Linked DNA regions of Gossypium hirsutum: all the other regions are linked to region 1. Evidence: chromatin contacts called from public Hi-C data. All regions are on one chromosome and are shown on one strand. Each heading gives the region's core, a stretch centred on a gene start, on an enhancer-like site or on the middle of the called end of the contact. The rest is flanking DNA. Distances are from core to core; before and after follow the strand shown. Region 1 holds the start of LOC107951423 (kinesin-like protein KIN-7N). Region 2 holds the start of LOC107951426 (probable xyloglucan glycosyltransferase 12). Region 3 holds the start of LOC107951131 (putative lipase YDL109C).

Evidence for each region. Hi-C and Micro-C count contacts between places; a contact is called where the count stands out from the background.
Region 2: a contact with region 1 is called in a Hi-C map of leaf, with 2.0 times the contacts expected there. The contact joins the promoter of LOC107951426 here to the promoter of LOC107951423 in region 1. A contact is called at or near these places in 2 of 34 Hi-C or Micro-C datasets (both in leaf).
Region 3: a contact with region 1 is called in a Hi-C map of leaf, with 1.8 times the contacts expected there. The contact joins the promoter of LOC107951131 here to the promoter of LOC107951423 in region 1. A contact is called at or near these places in 2 of 34 Hi-C or Micro-C datasets (both in leaf).

What each region holds. Positions count from the first base shown.
Region 1 is chrA02:20,335,909-20,339,426 of Gossypium_hirsutum_v2.1, reverse strand. LOC107951423 (kinesin-like protein KIN-7N) reads left to right here and starts at 1,524. Exons shown (of 17, transcript XM_016886473.2): 1 at 1,524-1,734; 2 at 1,813-1,902; 3 at 1,999-2,117; 4 at 2,213-2,326; 5 at 2,411-2,492; 6 at 2,578-2,645; 7 at 2,727-2,804; 8 at 2,908-3,050; 9 at 3,136-3,238; 10 at 3,358-3,438. The coding sequence starts at 1,590.
Region 2 is chrA02:19,816,779-19,820,388 of Gossypium_hirsutum_v2.1, reverse strand. It overlaps LOC107951426 (probable xyloglucan glycosyltransferase 12), which reads right to left and starts at 1,267. Exons shown (of 5, transcript XM_016886477.2): 1 at 61-1,267. The coding sequence starts at 804.
Region 3 is chrA02:19,340,780-19,344,398 of Gossypium_hirsutum_v2.1, reverse strand. It overlaps LOC107951131 (putative lipase YDL109C), which reads left to right and starts at 1,881. Exons shown (of 12, transcript XM_041083005.1): 1 at 1,881-2,324; 2 at 2,412-2,479; 3 at 2,964-3,034; 4 at 3,245-3,520. The coding sequence starts at 2,035.

The sequences.
Region 1 (3,518 bases), core at 275-2,774:
GCTTTTTTTAGTACTTTTGCTGACAGTGCATCCTGCTTGAAGCGTTTTTGACACTATTTGTTCAGAAACATCTTCTCAAAATTATTTTTTCAAAAACTACTGTAGAAAAAAAGCGTCAACGTGGGATCTTTTTTCAGTACTTTTGCTAACAGTGCATCCTTCTTGAAGCATTTTTGACACTATTTGTTCAGAATCATCTTCTCAAAAATATTTTTTCAGAAATTACTGTAGAAAACAAGCGTCCACGTGGGAGCTTTTTTCAGTACTTTTGCTGACAGTGCATCCTGCTTGAAGCATTTTTAACACTTTTTGTTCAGAAACAACTTCGCAAAATTATTTTTTTAGATACGCCTTCTCTAATTTATTTTTTCAGATACGTCTTCTCTAATTTATTTTTTCAAAAATTACTGTAGAAATTTTTTTTATTGCTAATATATTTTTTCCATAACCCTAAACACAAAATTATTTTAAAAAACTAATCCATAATTTAATTAATTAACCCTAAACCTTAATCTAATTTATTTTTTAAACTAATAATTAATGTAATTAAGCAACCCAAAACCCAAAACCCTAATTTTTTGATTTTTTTTTAAAAAAATTCTAAATCTTAAATTCTAAACCCTAAACTCTAAACCCTAAACACTAAAACAATAACCTTAAATCCTAACCCTAAATGCAAAAAAAATCCTAACCCTAAAAAAAGGAGCAAAACTCTCCCCTAGAGACGCGCTTTTCTAACATGTCACCTGACATCGTGCTGACGTGGACGCACTTTCGAGGAATTCGGTACTTTCCAGTAAATAATCAAAAAGTTGGCCCATTTCCATAAATATTAAAAAAATGGCTTTTTCTTGTAAATTGTCTGATTTTTTTTTCATCGTTAATTTAATTTAATTTCTTTAATAAAATATTTTTCATCTGGTTTTTTTTTGGTTAAAAATAGATATGCTAATTTTGGCATTTTTCATAAATTCTTTGATATAATTTTTTTCAAGTCCTTAGACTTGATTGATTAACCATTTTTCCAAAAAAAAAATTCCATGTGGCAATATAAAATTTATCCACGTGTCAACTCTAGTTAGAGTTAACTTTGTTTTTGAAAGTAGAAGTATCGAGAGAATTTATCATTATCCATTTTTATTATTCTTCTTATACTTGCCTCTCAAAAGATAAATATTTAATTTTGCTAAAGTAAATTTTTTTAACTTTTTTCTGAATATATACATAAAACAATATAATTGCAGTCTTTTATCGGTGGAACTTTCTACTACAATTATGTTGTATACCATTGTTTGAATTCTATACAATTAAGAACTACAAAAGTGGAAAGGATCTAAGCTGGCCCTTGGAAATTACATGGGCTTCTCGTAATGTTGATACAATCATCCAACTGAGGCATGTGGGCTATTCTCTTACCCAAAGAAACTGGGCCAGTAGACATGTTCTTTAGGGTCCGAATACCCATCCAATCCTCCATTTTATGGGCATTTCCGTCAATCCAAAACATTCAAATACAAATTCCCCCGTTTTCACAATGCATAAAGATCCCGCCTTAGCTCTCGCTCTGCAACTCAACGTTTAAAAAGAAAATGGAGAAGATCTGCGTAGCAGTGAGAGTAAGACCTCCAATTTGCCATGAAAATTCTTCTTCAACTTTCTGGAGAGTCGATGATAATCAAATCTCTCTTCACAAGCTCCACGGCAGCCCAATTTCCTGCGTTTCTTACGCTTTCGGTAAATTTTCATTTCCCAAATCCTTTTTACCTTTCCAATTCCAATTCTCATTCCTTGAATTTTTTTTTGTGTTTCTAGATCATGTCTTCGATGAGAATTGCTCGAATTCAGATATTTACGAGCTTCTTACTAAGGATATTATTCATGCTGCTGTGGACGGCTTTAACGGTTTAAATTTTATCCCCTTTTTTAGCCCTAATTTTGATGATCTGGTATAAAAATTGATTAATTTGTATATGATTTACAATTTTATTTATGTTTTAGGAACTTCTTTTGCATATGGGCAAACAAGCAGCGGCAAGACCTTCACTATGAACGGTTCATCTAACGATCCCGGAATTATTCATCGAGCAGTTAACGATATATTTCAGAAAATAAATATTGTAATTTAACGAAATTTGGTTCTTTCCCGAAGCAGTTAACGACATATTTTAGAAGCTTTGGCTTTGATTTTCTTGTTGTTGAATTCAATTCCCAGATCTCTGATCGAGAGTTTCTCATCCGAGTTTCCTACATGGAAATTTACAATGAAGAAATTAACGACCTTTTCGCTGTAGAGAATCAGAAATTGCAGATTCATGAGAATTTAGAGGTCAGCCATTGATTAAACTTTGATGCCGTATCAAATGTGTACCATAATGCTCAAAACTAACAGATTTTTTCTTGTTTGTTTTAGCGTGGGATTTTCGTTGCGGGTCTTAGGGAGGAAATTGTGAACAATGCTGAACAAGTGATGAAGCTCCTGGAGTCTGGAGAAGGTCCTTTAAACTTCTTTTTTTTGCCATTGGTTTAACTGGGTAGTTGTTTATTTTTAATAATTTGTTTAAATCATTTTCCTTACAGTTAATAGGCATTTTGGTGAGACAAATATGAATGCACGAAGTAGTAGGTCTCATACAATATTCAGAGTGGTATGTTCTTTTAACATATTGTTGAACATAAACATTACTACTTTACTCTTAATATTCGTTGTATTTATGTTACATTACTAGGTGATAGAAAGCAAGGGAAAGGATACAGGCTCTTTTGGTGATTATTCAAGCAGTGATGCCATACGCGTCTCAGTTTTGGTATGTACCTTATATTACTATAGACTTTCCCCCCTTTTATCTAGTTTATACCTTGTCCCATTAGTTTTATGAATGTTATTTTAATTCCTTTATTTGAAAGCAGAATTTGGTTGATTTGGCTGGTTCTGAGCGGATTGCTAAGACTGGAACTGGTGGAGTACGTTTGAAGGAAGGAAAGTATATTAACAAGAGCTTAATGGTTCTTGGTAATGTAATTAACAAACTTAGTGATAGTGCAAAACAAAGGTACTTGTTTTGCTTATCCTGCGAGAAGTAACTTATTTGTATAGAATAACTATGTTCTAATTATATGAATTATTGACATGTAAAGGGCACATATTCCTTATCGTGATAGTAAATTAACCCGCATACTCCAGCCTGCTCTAGGAGGGAATGCGAAAACTTCAATTATATGTACTGTAGCTCCTGAAGAGGTGCGCTTACTTTGACTGTATGTGGTTATTCAGTGGCTTGTTTTTGGTTTTCTTATCTTTCTGAGAAGGGGAGATGAAAATGACTCTCAACTGAGCATTCTGGTTTAATTTTATTATAGATTCATATTGAGGAGACGAAGGGAACTCTCCTTTTTGCTAGCAGAGCTAAACGAGTTACTAATTGTGCTCAAGTGAATGAGGTTGGTCATTTTCTTATATTGCACCACATTATCACAGAATATATGGATTTCCAACGCTAGCTTGTATATAAATCATAAAA
Region 2 (3,610 bases), core at 18-2,517, 520 kb after region 1:
AAAAAGGTTCCTTTTAAAATGATGAAAGAAAAAATTTATCTTTGGATTTCTAGTTTTTACCTCTTTTTCATTACACATAGGGATCTGAATGAGAACCATAGGGAAGAAAGAGTCTTCCCCAGATTCAAGATCTGCAACAGCTTCGTGCTTGGGGATTGGCTTGATCTTTTTTAATCGGATCCAAAAACAACCCAAACAAAGAATTAACCTATCCATGCTTTGGATAAGGAAGAGAACAATGCAGACATTGGCGAGGAACTGAAGAGGAGGGGCCAGATAAGCCACTCGAATCAAAACCCAATGAGTGTATAACCAATCGAACAAATCTTTGAAACCAACCGGCACCGAGAGAATATATTGTAATTGAAGATTTGGGGCACCAAAATGCCAGCCTTTGAAATACGCAGCAATCTCGAAACAGAATAATAATAATGATAGCCAAAGGAACACTTTGATGCAGTTATAGAAACCGGTTTTAACGGCTTTGTTTTCGTCGGTTTCGATGTCGTTGTCGTCTGTTCTTCCGAAGGCGACTCGGCGACGGACGGTTGAGCCGAAACTTAGGAATGTGGAGGTAATGGAGGTTAAGCAGCCGGCAGCACGGTGCGCTTTTAACAGGAGAACCCAAGTGAGTTGCTTGGCGTTTTTGCCACGTATTTTTTCTCGCGAACCAGTCGGGGTGCTGCCGATGAGGAAATCTTCTTCCGATGGAGCTTCGAGCTCGACCATGGACCAGTTGGGGTTTTCCATTTTCACAACCAACGAGGTTCCTTTATGGCTGCCCTTCGCCCACCACGGCGCCATTGTTTGCTTCTTTAAAACTCCGAAATGTAGACGCAATATCAGATGACAATGGAAGAAGAAGAAAGCAAATAAACAAGCGTGGTCTCTCTCTAAATCATGGCAATGGCGACCCAAACTTATACCAACAAGAAAAGAAATTAAAAAAGAAAAAAAGCTTTGGTTTTCAAAGAGGAGCTTCTAAGCTCTTCACATTCAATTACAGCTTGGTAAAGGAGATGCCATTACTAATGACAGATTTATACAGAGATTATGTTCATAATTTTACAGAGAAAAGAGAAACAGAACTTGGTGTTGTTGCGACGATGACAGATTTTGTTGTTCTCGTAGTTGTTTTTCCTTTTCACCTACTGATTTAAATTTTTATAACTCTCAGCAACGACATGCAACAATAATATGAAGCCTAAAAACTGTAGAAACAATAAATTTGATGGGATGAATTTTACAGTGCGGTCAAAACGAAGAGATGTAAAATTTTATTGTTTGTTGTTTCTTCTGTGTATGAGAGGAGGAGAATAGAAAGGGTTAATGAATAATGGGTAAATCCCATTTTGTTTTTGAGGATAGGAACAAGTTTCCTATTTTTACTGCAGTAACTAGTAAATTGGAAAATACCCTTCATTGGAATTTCGAATCTTCTATTTGGGATATCTTATGGTTATGGTTTTTGTTTCACGGTCCATTTCAGCGCGCGTTCCACAGTAATCTAAACTTTTTGTTGTTGTTTTGTTGTAATTTTATTATTATATTGTTATTATATTATTATTTTTTATATTATATAATTTTATTTTATTGTTAATTTTATTTTTATTTTATAAGTATTTTTTCGTTAAGTTACAATTAGTTTAGTGTTATTTAAGTATAAATTTTTTAATATATTTTTAATTTATGAAAAATTATTTATTTTAATATTTTTTAAATTTAAAAATTAATACCAACTAGTGGAGTGTAACTCAAATCTAATATTTAAAAATTTAAGCTATTTTTTAGTTTGATCTAAAATTTTGCATCCGTCCCACCTTACCCACCGTTAGATATAGATATGAGGGAAATCAGAGGCTATAAATGCATGTTTCACTTGTGGCCAAGGAAGGATGAAAAGTAATTAAATCTATATATTGGTTTGGATAAAAAGAGTCAAAACTATCCTCAGACCTAAGGCACCGACAAATTGGAGTGAAAGGAGCGAGAAGTCAGAAAGGGAAATCCAATGAGAAATTAATGAAAGACGCGGACGGTGTTACGGTGCTACTTTCGATACATCCTTACTTCTTTTTGTCTGATTCAAAGTCTCACTAAAATAAAATGAAAATGGTGGCAAGGATAAGGTGAAGACATAATTTCAGGGCCTGCTTGCTTGCTCTCTTTTTTCCTATTAGCTTCTCCTCTTTTATTATTATTATTTTGAAGTTATAGGCATATTATTGAATTTGATAAATTTTTTTATGTTTCAAGAATAACTATAATTTTAAATTTTTTCAACAAGATTAAATTTAGATACTTATAATTATATAAAAAATATTATAATCACAAATATAAATAATATATTCCAATAAATATAATTAAAATCAAATATTACAAATATTCATAGTGAAATTTAAGATGAAATAATTTTAAAAACTCAAGGTGGCATTTGAAGATGAGGGATTAACATTCTAAAGCCTTATGACTTAAATTATATTCTTCTTTTCAACCAATACCTGTGTTAAACAAAATGTTTAATTTGTTCTTCACTTGAGAGATTTGTGTTTATCCCAATTCAACTATTCTTTTCCAATCACCTCATATTGGCTTAGCATGCTTCCAAGAGCATTTATTTAACCTAAACTTGTGAGAGTGCTTAGCATATCTTTTTCAATCACCATTTATATTAATTTTCAATTATTCATATTATAACAAAAATAGAAAAATTCGTCAAAGTTGTCCATAGCACAAGATCGAGACAGATTCGAGTAAAGATGAACTTAATTATATTAGAGTTCATGAAAAATAAATTTAATAAGCTTCAAAGTTCAAAGAAACAAGATTGAGCTTAAAAAAAAATCAAGCTTTTGATTTTTGGAAATCTTAATTCAAAATTGAGAATTTTGGATGCAAACATGCTTGAAAATTTTTATTGGGTGCCAATGATCAATTCAACATGTACAGATGAGGAGAAATTTATTAAATTCAATTAATTGAAGATGCCAATTTTTAACTCTGGAAAATCAGTCAATTTAAGATGCACTTTTGGATAGGTACTAGACATTTCTTGGGTCGGGATATCCGTTGACCAATGATAGAACTAGCTCTTAGCTTCGAAACACAATTTGATTCATATCATTTCAAGTTTAAGAGCTTAAGTTATGGTTGTGTAATACCCCAAAATTTTCAATATAACAAATGATATTGTTCCAATAACATACATGGTAAATTTATCAAGAAAATGGATTGAGTGTATTGAAATTTGGTTTGACAAAAAAGGGTAAGTAAAATAAAATAATTTGGAATTTGGTTAAAGTTAGAGGACTAAAAGTGATAATAGACCTAAAGAAGAAAAGGTGGAGTCACAAATAAATAGATGATTTTCTAATGTGTCATGAAAAAAAAAATATTGATAGGTGGAATTGGAAAATAATGGTATGGACTAAATTAAATAAAATAGAAAAATTTAAGTGTAACATTCCCAACACCCAGAGATAAGAACAGTGTTAGCATGGATCTTACTCGTGTTAGAATTTTTGAATTAAATAAAATAGAATTTTTAATATTAGTGGAGAATCTAGTTGGAGATTATAAGAAATTAAAAATACTTTTGGATTTAGAGAAA
Region 3 (3,619 bases), core at 632-3,131, 1.0 Mb after region 1:
TGCCAATAACAGTAAAATTTTAACAGTCGAGTCAATTTTTCTATCTCATAAAAAATAATTTAACTAAATTTTAAATGTTAAAATCAAAATAATTTTTTTTAAAAAAAAGTTAAAACCAAAATAAAAAAAAGTGAGGAAATTAAACATTTACCCATTTCTTTTGGAAACAACCCATGTAGTTGATGACAAGAAGCGAGAATTAATGGATGATTGGTGAAAGACAGATGTTAAATGGTTTCTAGAAAGGTTATCTATGTTGGAATGTTGATAACATTTGAAGAGTCTCTCCTTCTTGCCATTGACCAAAAAAGGTTGGAGGACTTCTAGATAGCTTGACATTAAGAGGCATAGACTTAGGACCATACACATTTGATTTTTCAACATTAATTTATTTATTTTCTTAATATAGTTAGAGTTGCTTAGTCTTTTTACATATGAATGTATGTTCCATTAGTACAGACTTGCACAAAATATATATTAATTGCTTGGCTCGAAAAATAATATTATTTGGTATTATATCATTTCCAACCTAATTTAAAGTTGGAACATAGCATATAATACCATATTCATATGTATGCCTAACTTCGAAGTTGGTGCTTCCATGCTTTTGGTATTTAATATTCTTATGCGACAAAGATATATGTATAATAAGTTAGTTAAAACATAGCATTATACTAATTATAAAAATACGTTATTTTTTAATACGAATTATTACTCTAATAGTTTATCCAGGTAAATGATTTGTATTTAAGTTATTAATTTTGATTTTTTGCAAAATTTTCAAATTTGGATTGGTACTCAAATTAATCACGTTATTGGTTCATGATTTAATTGTTGCGATAAGTTCTATAAAATAAATTATTAATAAAATTATAAAATAAAATATTAAAAATTCAATTCAATCATTTTTTTTGTTTAGTTCGTACTGATTTTTAAGTTAACGATTGAAAATCTCTCACCAAATTAATATCTCAATTGATTCTTAATCTAACCGATCAGCATGATCTAGTTCAAACAAGCTTAGACTTTTTTAATAAATCCTACACTTTATCACCCTATAAAAAAAATATATGATATTTTAAATACAAGTGTAATACATTAAAATAATAATATAATACAATTGAACTTTATCCCAATTGATACTGTTGCTATTGTAACAATGACGAATATATGAATTTGAGTAAAGGGTTGAAAAGAGATTATAAATACAAATAGGTAGTTATCAAAGGCTAGGCCATAAATTGTTGATCCAATTAGTACGTTTAGTTTTAATTAAATAAATTATTAAAAATTTATAAAATTTTAAAAAATTATAAACTTTAATTCAACCACTAATTTAATCAAATTTAATTGACTCATATCAATTAATAAGTCAATCGATTATTTGTATTGCTTCAGATACATAATTCAATATTAATTGATTCTCGTTAACAATCTTTAATTCAGTTACAAAATCATTATGTTGTAGGTATAAAAATTGGATTCAATTCTAAATAAACTCACTCCCCTCTTTCACTTATCCGGGAGTAAAAATTAAAATAGATGATTTAAGAATTAGAAAAATTAAAAAAATTGGTAATTAAGAAATAGCCGTCCGAGTTGAAAAAACGAGGCTTTAAAATTTGAAGACAAAAGTTTCCGAAGATTAAACGTGTCATTTCTGTCTCCTTCTAGAAGAAAAAATCAAGATTGAAGCACAAAAACAAATATACTTACAGGATGACGATTTTATCCTCAACCCATCAGCCGATGGAAACAAATTTATCCCGTAATAAAACCATAAAATCAAGGGCAATCTCTTAAAATTAAAGAGAGGGGACCAGCGGGTCGCCCCATTTAGCTAACAAACCCGTAACTACAAAAACCGCCCGCCCTCACCATCTTCATTGTCCCCCTCTTCACTTCTTTAAATCCTGGCTAGCTTATTTTGACTCCCTCCATTTTCTCATTATCAAAATCCAACACAAAAATCTAGCTTAATACAACACTTTAAGATTGTTTCTTATTACCTTAGCTCTGTTTTTAAGCTTCAAAATGGCGGATATGGAGGGAGATTGTAGAGGAGTACCGGAGAAGGAAGTTGATGTTGCTGAAGAGATCAAGGTTAGGGAAGACAATAATACTAGTAATAAGATACTGAATCAGCAGGAGAAAAAGAAGAAGATGAAGAAAAAAAAGAATAGAAGATCATTGAGTTTGCCGAGATTTGGATGCTTGAGAACGAAATCCCACGAGAACGGAGGTGTCGATATGGAAGTCCAGTTTCCGGGAGAGCGTAACAATCCTACTCATCTAGTTATCATGGTTAATGGCATCATTGGCAGGTTAATCTCGGTTTTAATCGTTTTTTTATTAATATTATTTATGTGTTCCGAACTGCTTGATTGATTTTTGGATTGGTATCTTTGCAGTGCTCAGAATTGGAGATTTGCAGCGAAGCAGCTTTTAAAGACGTATCCTGAGAATGTTATTGTTCATTGTGAGTACTTCGGTACTCCATTTTTTTTGTATGTATTAACTGTGATTATGCTAAATGCTAATTAGTTTCAAGTTAATGATTTACTCATCTCACCCTTCTCTTCTTACAAAGTTATTTTTTTGAACTGTTTCATAATTAATCTCTAATAGAATTTCATAAGTAGTCTGCTAAGTAATTTGGAGTCTTATACTCCAATGCTGTTGAATTAATTTAACCTGGGTTAGACTTTAGATCTATCCGAAGTTATAAGTAGATAAGTCTCACCAATGACTGATCCAGGATTCAAATTTTGATTGTTATTCATCAAATTGTGTTTTTTTCTTATTTAATATTTTGCTGGATTGTTACCATCCTAATTAATTGGTGAAGAGAACGCAAGACCCATTCACTAAATGAATATTCGTGATAATGAGTTAATGATATTGTTGATGAATTTCATGGTGAAATAAGTACTGAATGGTTAATGACTTAATGCGCAATGCAGGCAGTGAGCGCAATTCTTCAACGTTGACATTTGATGGTGTCGATGTAATGGGCGACAGATTAGCAGAGGAGGTATGTGTGCTATCAATTTTATTTGTCTTCAATAAGGTTCATTATTCATGATTGCAACTCAGATTATTTTCCAATTTTGCTAACTGCCGTTTACCGTTGATATGTTATTGTTCTGTAGTTTGATACTCTGTACTTCCATTTTTACCATTTATAATATATATATATATTTGACAGAAATCATTTATATTAATTTAAGTTTACCTTTTTCAGGTTAAACTTGTCATAAGCTGTCACCCAAGTGTTCAGAAGATTTCTTTCGTTGGTCATTCATTAGGTGGCCTTGTAGCAAGGTATGCCATTGCGCGGCTTTATGAACAAGACCTAACTCAAGAAACTTCTCAAACAAATGGAGATTGTGGAACTGACCATTTGGGAGATAAAGATTTATGCCCTGAAGGGCAATTAAAAGGCAAAATTGCTGGACTAGAGCCCATGAATTTCATTACATTTGCAAGTCCACACCTTGGGTCTCTGTGGCATAAACAGGTAGTTCATTCATGCTCCAAGAATTATTGGATAGATTTCTTTCCCTCACTATTCGAGTATGAAATGCACTTTTGAAGTTTAGTCTTCAATTAAGTTCTG